3 separate regions of the Mus musculus genome follow, and regions 2 and 3 are each linked to region 1. The links are chromatin contacts, called in public HiChIP or PLAC-seq maps. All regions are on one chromosome and are shown on one strand. Each heading gives the region's core, a stretch centred on a gene start, on an enhancer-like site or on the middle of the called end of the contact. The rest is flanking DNA. Distances are from core to core; before and after follow the strand shown.

Region 1 (2,535 bases), core at 19-2,518:
TCAGCACCTTTAACAAGCAAATTACAGGAACTATATAAAACAAAGTAAATACGATAGAACCATAACATAAACTCCACGTACACCAGCTCAAAATCAAGGAATAAAGGAATAAAAGACACCAGAGCAAGTGATGCCAAAAGTGAACAGATTTTCTACAAATTCTGTTCGGGTGGCTCAAAAAAAAAAAAAAAAATTTTTTTTTTTTTACAAGCCCTAAGTAACTTCTCAGCCAGCCGTTCTCTGCACTTCAGTGAAAGGCACCTGCCACCCACAAGAGCCCACAGAACCGTGCAGCGGTATACGGGCCAACTGAGCTTAATAAAAGAACAGCAAAGCCAGAAGATTTCCAGGAGGTTGGAATTTCAACACCACAGGTGTTTTCCAAGACTGAGTCTAAACCGTCCATGGAAGCCTTCGATTCCCACCCAAAGCTGCTATAGGCACCACTAGGAACCAGGATCCCTTCCCATCTGAGTCGAAAACATTGGATTCCGGCCGCACCAAAGAGTACCACCTGCCCTCGCCACAGAGGATGTAACACACACAAGAGTTACATAAAGCCAGCCCCAAGCTGACCAGTGTCCAAAACACTGGAGGAAAAATGGATGCTGAATATTACTGGTCTCAGGCTTCTCGGGAAGACATGGAAGACTGCCCCCTGCTCAGAAGGGTAACCAGGATTCTGGCATGTAAGACAGACTTGCCCCTGCTAATTAATCGCTAAAGTCCCTAGAAACAGTCCTAGGCCAGGTTTCACCTCCCTCCAGGTCAACTGGGGCGCTGCCACCAAACAGCTGACCGACCGACTCAATGGCAGACGACCCCGTACTCTCAGCACGCTCACAGACATGAGCCACCGCCCAGCTAGCTGGCTTACCTCACAGGCAGAGGCCGCCCCACAGGCCTTGAGTTTGTCACCATCTTCCTCAGGCAGACCAGTCCAATGTGTGGCCATCATTTCATTTCAAATTGTAAAGGGACAAATCCTTTGGAGTCCACATTGGAGAAGTGCCACCACACACCAAACGGGAAGCAATTCCACAGCAGATTCTGAGGCGATGAAGGACTGGTCAAAAAAACGATTTGCAGGAAGCCCCTTCAAATACCTTCTTCAACAGACTTAGCCCTCTTCATTTCTCCAGTCTTAAAGTTCAAGGGCGACAGGTTTCCTTGGCAGGTAGGGTGGAAGCCAAGTGCAGAGAGAAGAGGTCCGCTTCCAGGCGGTGTTACTCGGAGGCCAGAGAAAAATCAGCTTTCGGAGAGCCTTCCTGGAACAGGGAGAAGTTAATGAAGGACATGAACTTTCCCCAGGCGCCGATCTTTAGCCTTGCCACAAGCCCGGACCAAGCTCCCCCTCTCCCACAATACGAAGAAGTAAAGTCTACTAAGGTGAATCCTCTCATGCAACAATTAAAAAAGAAGGAAAACGCCTGAAGGTCGGTTAGAGAAAGAGAACGAGACCTCAGAACTGCCCCGGTGGCTATGTCAAACACGCCTGGCTGCTATGAAGCCTTCGAGAAGGGGGGAGAAAAAATCCCGATTCAAGTGCTGCATTTCCTGGGCAACGCCGAGGCAGTGGGCTCATTCTGCAGCACCCGGACACCTACTCTTAAGCGAAGTTTTCTCCGCACCGGGTTAGACTCGCAGACGCCCTACAACTCCCCAACAAACAAACAAAAAGCCAGCTCGGACCAGGGCGGGCGTGGGCTCGGCGGCGTCTGTGGCGGCGGCCGCCCGGGCCGCGGGTGACTCCGGCCGGCCGTGGCAGCCTGCCCTGCGCCCCGGCCCGCGCCCCCAAGGAGACGGCTGTTTTCCTTGGCCCGCGGCGGGGATGGGTGGGGAGGCGTGCGGCCGCGGGTGGGACGCGGCGCCGCTCCCGCTCCCGCTCCGGATCCCTAGCATGCTTCGGAAGAGCCGCGGCCCCGGCAACTCTCAGCTCCCGGCTACGGCCCCCCACCCCCGAGCCCGGCTCGCCCTCCCCGCCGGCCACCTGAAGCAGAGGGGAAAGCGACGAGCAAACCACCCACCTACCACTATTTCCTCCGCCCCTTCCTGAGGCGGGTCGCCGGCGCGGGCTCCCGGGAAGCGCGGCCGGGGCGCGTGCGGGAAGCAAGGGCTCCGCTCGGCAGCTCGGCCCGCGGCGGGGCGCGCTAGGCCGCGGCTCGGTTAATATTCATGAGGCGCCGCCCCTCCTCCGCAGCCCGCCGGACCCCGGCGCCCGCCGCTCGCCTTTGTGCCCCGGCCTCCCTCGCTGCACACACGCGGGCGCGGCCTCCGCGGGCCCGCGCTTCAGCCCCAGGCGGTGAGAGGAGCGGCCACGCAACGGAGAACGCGGGTTAAGGGTCGGCTCCCAGGCAGCGCCGCGACCTGCCCCGGCCAGCCTCGGGCTCTGGGCGCCGCGGGAGGGCGTGGGGCGGGGCGGCGGCCGCCGCACTCAAGCCTGGCCGGGCCGGCCGGGGCCCCACGCTCCCGCGCCCGCGATCGCCGAGCGCGAGACTGGCCGGGCCGGCGGGCGCGCGAGCTGCTTCCCGGGGG
Region 2 (2,535 bases), core at 20-2,519, 200 kb after region 1:
CCAATCTTTTTTTTTTTTAAATTAGGTATTTATTTCATTTACATTTTCAATGCTATCCCAAAAGTCTCCCACGCCCTCTCCCCCACTCTCCTCCCCCCCTACTCCCACTTCTTGGCCCTGGCTTTCCCCTGTACTGAGGCATATAAAGTTTACACCACCAATGGGCCTCTCTTCCCACTGATGGCCGACTAGGCCATCTTCCGCTACATATGCAGCTAGAGACACGAGCTCCAGGGGCTACTGGTTAGTTCATATTGTTGTTCCACCTATAGGGTTGCAGATCCCCCCAGCTCCTTGGGTACTTTCTCTAGCTCCTCCACTGGGGGCCCTGTTTTCCATCCAATAGCTGACTGTGAGCATCCACTTCTGTGTTTGCTAGGCCCCGGCATAGTCTCACAAGAGACAGCTATATCAGGGTCCTTTCAGCAAAATCTTGCTGGCATATGCAGTGGTGTCAGTGTTTGGAGGCTGATTATGGGATGGATCCCCGGGTATGGTAGTCTCTGGATGGTCCATCCTTTCGTCTCAGCTCCAAACTTTGTCTCTGTAACTCCTTCCATGGGTGTTTTGTTCCCAATTCTAAGAAGGGGCAAAGTAGCCACACTTTGGTCTTCATTCTTCTCGAGTTTCATGTGTTTCGCAAGTTGTATCTTATATCTTGAGTATTCTAAGTTTCTGGGCTAATATCCACTTATCAGTGAGTACATATTGTGTGAGTTCCTTTGTGATTGGGTTACCTCACTCAGGGTGATGCCCTCCAGGTCCGTCCACTTGCCTGGGAATTTCATGGACGCTCATGCTGTCTCTGTGGTTGTAGAGACTCTGGACCTTAGTGTCTGTCTGTAAATGATGTTGCTCAGGATATAATGCACACATCTCACAGTTCTTCCTGAACAGGTCTATCAAATAGCTACAGTATCTGTACATCTCTAGTAGTAAAACTGGAATTAAAATTCATGGGTAAAAGCAAGATAACGTGAGAAACAAAGCAATGATCCTTTAAATATCACAGGCTGTAATCTTAGTTTATTTATTTTGTTGCCTTAAGAAGGTTGTACCATATCACTTATAAAGGGACTAGCCCATGGAGACTATGAGTTTGAAGAGGAAAATAGAGAAGGCCTTTGTTTGCAAAAATCCAAGTGAGAGCAGTTTTTGAAACTGCTGCTTAAGTGGTGTCAATAGCTGTGAAGCTGCTGGCACGTGACCTTGGTCACGTGGAATGACAATTTAGGCCTTTATCCCTTCTTATCGTGAACATTCTTACACCATTCCCGAAGGATCTCTAAAGCTGTTCTAAGAAATGGTTGTATCATCCTAAGCTTGCATCTGCTCAGCTCTTGATTGCCTCAGGAAAAAAAAAAAAAAAAAAAAAACCCTACTCTTTTATAATGTTTTGCATAGCAACGTCCCAAACACAGCAAACACAATGCTGCTTGGAAAATACAGAGTCTGGGAGAAATACAGCTATGCAGAGACCGGGCGTATGTTCCCAGAAACCACTTGGGGACCAAGTAGCTACTCTTTCATGACAGCTGCAAAGGGCCGAATCACTCCAGGTTCTCATTTCCTGAAAGTCTTCCTTAGCAATTCTTACAAACAAAGTTTTATTTTATTCTGAAATCAAGTGAAAAAGATCTTTTTTTTTTTTAAAAAAATCAATGTTTATTGGAAGGCAAGAAGCCCTTTCAAGATGATGTGTACTCCCATAAGGATGGGCTGCATACTTCAGAAGTATAGTCAGTATATAAGTATACATGGGTCTAGAACAGTTTCTATAGAAACAAAATGTTCCTCCATTGAATGGAAAGATAATTGTTGTAGTAAATTTCCATACTGATGTCCAAGCTACACAAGTTGCTCATTAGTTGGGAGTCAAATTTATCTGATTATATATTCCAACACTTTCTGAAATAAGCTGGCGTTAGCTCTGAGGAGATGGCAAGATGCTTTCCTTCTCAAGGTTCAAACCAGAACTCACCTAACCCAGCACTAAAGACGCCTTGTGGTGTCTTATACAGTCCCAAGTTCCTGTCAACCCCATTCTCAGAGCACCCTCTCCACTAAACTGCATCAGAGGATGCTCCTACCATGGCTCATAGGACTTGCTCTGAAGAAGAGAGCAGGGCGCAATGTATTGCAGGCTTTGGGAACAAGTCAAGGCGTCAAATAGAGTTTCACTTTGGAAGGCTTCAGAGAGCTGGCTTTGAGCAAGGTGTTTCTGTGTTGGTTTTGTAGTTTTGAGGCAGGGTCTCATGATGTCGTCTGGCTTGAAATGTGTATTGATCCTCTTACATCGGCTTCCTAAATGCTAGGATCACAGATGTAGGATCACCATGCCCAACTTTGAGCAAAGTTTCCACTTCTCTTAAGATGTGCAGTCTCAGCTGAGCCTGGTAGCACAGGCCTGGAATCCCAGATACTTGGAAGGCTCATACTGGAAGGCCACATGTAGTGACAATTTTGGAATTTTGTTTTCTTTAAAAAAAGCAACAGAGAAATATTATAAGAACATGTTTTCATTTTAATCCCAGG
Region 3 (2,535 bases), core at 19-2,518, 140 kb after region 1:
GGTTCTATGTAGTATAAAGAAGCGTCCGGTGCAAAACATTAAGCTGTACCCCTGATAGCTTTGTTTGAGCTCTGGTCTCCACCATCTTGCTTGGGTTTCCCTCAGTGATGTGGAAAGCTGCTCATGTCAGCTCTAAGATGAAATAAACCTGTTCCTCCCCAAGTTGCTTTCAGTCATGGTGTTTATCACAGGAATAAAGAGGTGTTTGCCTGACAGCACTAAACCCTGGGTTAAATCCCTACATCCATAAGAGGGTGAAACAAAACAACCTTTTGGGAAGTTGATTTTACTATGGGTTGATTTTGCCTTAAATAGAGACAGAAACTAAGATATGTTCTCTCTATAGGCAAGCATTTCCCTGCATGCAGTGTAACATGTCATAGGTGACTGATTAAAAGAAACAACAGGAGGAAAGTCACTTCCTAAGAGATGTGGGGTCTGAGGTGGGTAGGAATGGGCAGGCATGCAAAAGCCATTGTCAGAGGTGGGAGCAGCTCAGTGACAGAGCACTTGCCTTGCTGGCCCTGAGCTGGATCTCCAGAACTACCACAAATTCATTAATTAGTTAATTAATCTAAAGAAATGTTAAGCTTAAAATTTATAACATGGGGAGAGACAACATCATACACTTTCATTCCTCAGATTTCATAGTTGGCTGTTTTGATTGTGGTGGGCAAGGGGAGTACAGGAATCAAGCGAAGCCTTTATACACGCTTTTGGAAGTGTATCATAGCCTCTTAGCTGTCCTAAATATAATATGCTCTCCACACAACTAGAGGCAGGCTGGCAGGGCAGGGAAGCCCATTACAGTTCTTTTTGTTTGTTTTGTTTTGTTTTTCTGAGACAGTGTTTCTCTGAGTAGCCCTGGTTGTCCTGGCATTCACTCTGTAGAACAGGCTGGCCTTGAACTCAGAGATCTTCCTGCCTCTGTCTCCTAAGTGCTGGAACTAAAGGCAGTGCCTGGCTCACTCCAGTTTTTCAGCAGGGACCTTCTGGGTGTCATGTACCCAATACTTCTCTCTAGACCAGTGGTTCTCAACCTTCCTAGGGCTGCGGCCCTTTAATACAGTTCCTCATGTTATTGTGACCTCCAACCATAAAATTATTTTTGTTGCTACTCCATGACTGCAATTCTGCTACTGTTAATGAATCGTAATGTAAGTATTTTTGGAGACAGAGGTTTGCAGAAAGGGTCTCAGTCCACAAGCTGAGATCTACTTCTTTAAATTTTAGCAAGTTTGTCACTGAAGTCACAAACTGCTGAGTCACTGCAGTCTCTGCTCCCTGCAACTGCTTTTCCTGAGGCAGGCCTGCTGTGGTCCTGGCTGTGGTGCAAGCTGCAGGCCCTGGAGGTTTGTGAAGTCCTTTTCCTCCCTGGCCATCATCCTGATTTTATGGCATGATTTTCTCATATTCACTATCTTCTTCAGTTCCATTTCTATTGATGTGGAGAAAAAAAATGCTAGGCAGACTGACAAGTTGTAAACAATGATGCCAGGGAGTATTAAATTAATTGACAAAATTAAATAATTCTTGTCTGTGAAAGTTATGAATCCTCAACATTTTAATGCATGTTAAAAATTACTCAGAGAGACTGAACCACCAACCAAAGAGCATGCAGGGGCTGGACATAGGCCCCCTACACATATATAGCAGATGTTTAGCCTGTCTTTATGTGGGCCCTAACACTTGGAGTGGAGGCTGTCTCTGACTCAGTTGCAGGCCATTGGATCCCCCTCCCCTAACTGGACAACCTCGTTGGAATAGGATGCACGTAGGCCTACTGTGACTGGTTGTCTCAATAGGGTGGCGAGGGGGGTGTGGGGGGAGGAGAGGGGAGCTTCCCTTTCTTTGAGAAGGGGGGATGAATTTGTAAGGGTGGGACTGGGAGGAGAGGAGGGACTGTGGGGGGGGGGCATGATCGGCTCTAAAGTGAATGAACAAACAAATAAATAAATAAATAGTAATAAGACTGTTCCTAGCAATGCTAAGCTTAGACCATAAAGAACAAAGGAACAAGGGGACTGGAGAGATGGTGGTTAAGAGAACTGATTGCTCTTCCAGGCGGCTATGTTTGATTTTAAGCCACCTACCTATGTGATGGCTCACAACCATCTTTAATTCCAGTACCAGGGGACCCAATGCCTTCTTCTGACCTCCATGGTCATCAGGTACACACATGGTACATAGACATGTAGACAAAATACCCATACACACAAAATTGTACAGAATCCCAGAGTCATCTGGTAGGAACAACACTTACAGCACACACACTCCCTGGTGGTTAAGGCTCTTCCTGATTCAAGGCTCTGCAACCCCTTCCTAATAACTAAGGTGTCCATTCCTACCTCACCTTCTGGCACAATGCTACAGAATTGTTAAAAAAAAAAAAAAGAACTGACCTTAGATGGGGCTGGGTCATTGTACTTGGTAGGCAGGCAAAGGAAAACCCAGTACAAGGTGCTATAGTATTGTGCCTCTTTGGTTGGCTTTGGCCTTTCTGCCTGGTTCTCAGGATTGAGTTTCTGTTGTGTG

The links. HiChIP or PLAC-seq counts read pairs in DNA pulled down with a chosen protein or histone mark.
Region 2: an H3K27ac HiChIP or PLAC-seq map of heart atrium shows a contact between it and region 1, with 6 read pairs. The contact joins the enhancer-like site here to the promoter of Arhgap21 in region 1. A contact is called at or near these places in 3 of 39 promoter capture datasets (HPC-7-derived erythroid cells, macrophages and second pharyngeal arch cranial neural crest), 2 of 484 Hi-C or Micro-C datasets (the AML12 cell line and embryonic fibroblasts), 17 of 115 datasets of contacts at active chromatin or transcription factors (the 230-238 cell line, bone marrow-derived macrophages, craniofacial prominence and 14 more) and 2 of 9 other capture datasets (adipose tissue and liver).
Region 3: a contact with region 1 is called in an H3K4me3 HiChIP or PLAC-seq map of bone marrow-derived macrophages, with 5 times the contacts expected there. The contact joins the enhancer-like site here to the promoter of Arhgap21 in region 1. A contact is called at or near these places in 4 of 39 promoter capture datasets (the 3T3-L1 cell line, cranial neural crest, frontonasal cranial neural crest and 1 more), 1 of 484 Hi-C or Micro-C datasets (the N1E-115 cell line), 12 of 115 datasets of contacts at active chromatin or transcription factors (SST interneurons, bone marrow-derived macrophages, craniofacial prominence and 7 more) and 1 of 9 other capture datasets (adipose tissue).

The regions. Positions count from the first base shown.
Region 1 is chr2:20,966,453-20,968,987 of GRCm38.p6, forward strand. It overlaps Arhgap21 (Rho GTPase activating protein 21), which reads right to left and starts at 1,269. Exons shown (of 24, transcript NM_001081364.3): 1 at 878-1,269. The coding sequence starts at 958. Gm13375 (predicted gene 13375) reads left to right here and starts at 2,422. Exons shown (of 2, transcript NR_033225.1): 1 at 2,422-2,535.
Region 2 is chr2:21,163,147-21,165,681 of GRCm38.p6, forward strand. No RefSeq gene overlaps it. Among named protein-coding and RNA genes, the nearest start is that of Enkur, 41 kb to the right of the region's middle. Within about 2 kb of position 1,270, at least 19 of the 459 cell types and tissues checked have an H3K27ac peak or open chromatin away from gene starts, as enhancers often do. A contact at or near this core is called in adipose tissue and heart atrium, where this site is marked.
Region 3 is chr2:21,110,448-21,112,982 of GRCm38.p6, forward strand. It overlaps the pseudogene Gm13377. Among named protein-coding and RNA genes, the nearest start is that of Enkur, 94 kb to the right of the region's middle. Within about 2 kb of position 1,269, at least 21 of the 459 cell types and tissues checked have an H3K27ac peak or open chromatin away from gene starts, as enhancers often do. A contact at or near this core is called in bone marrow-derived macrophages, where this site is marked.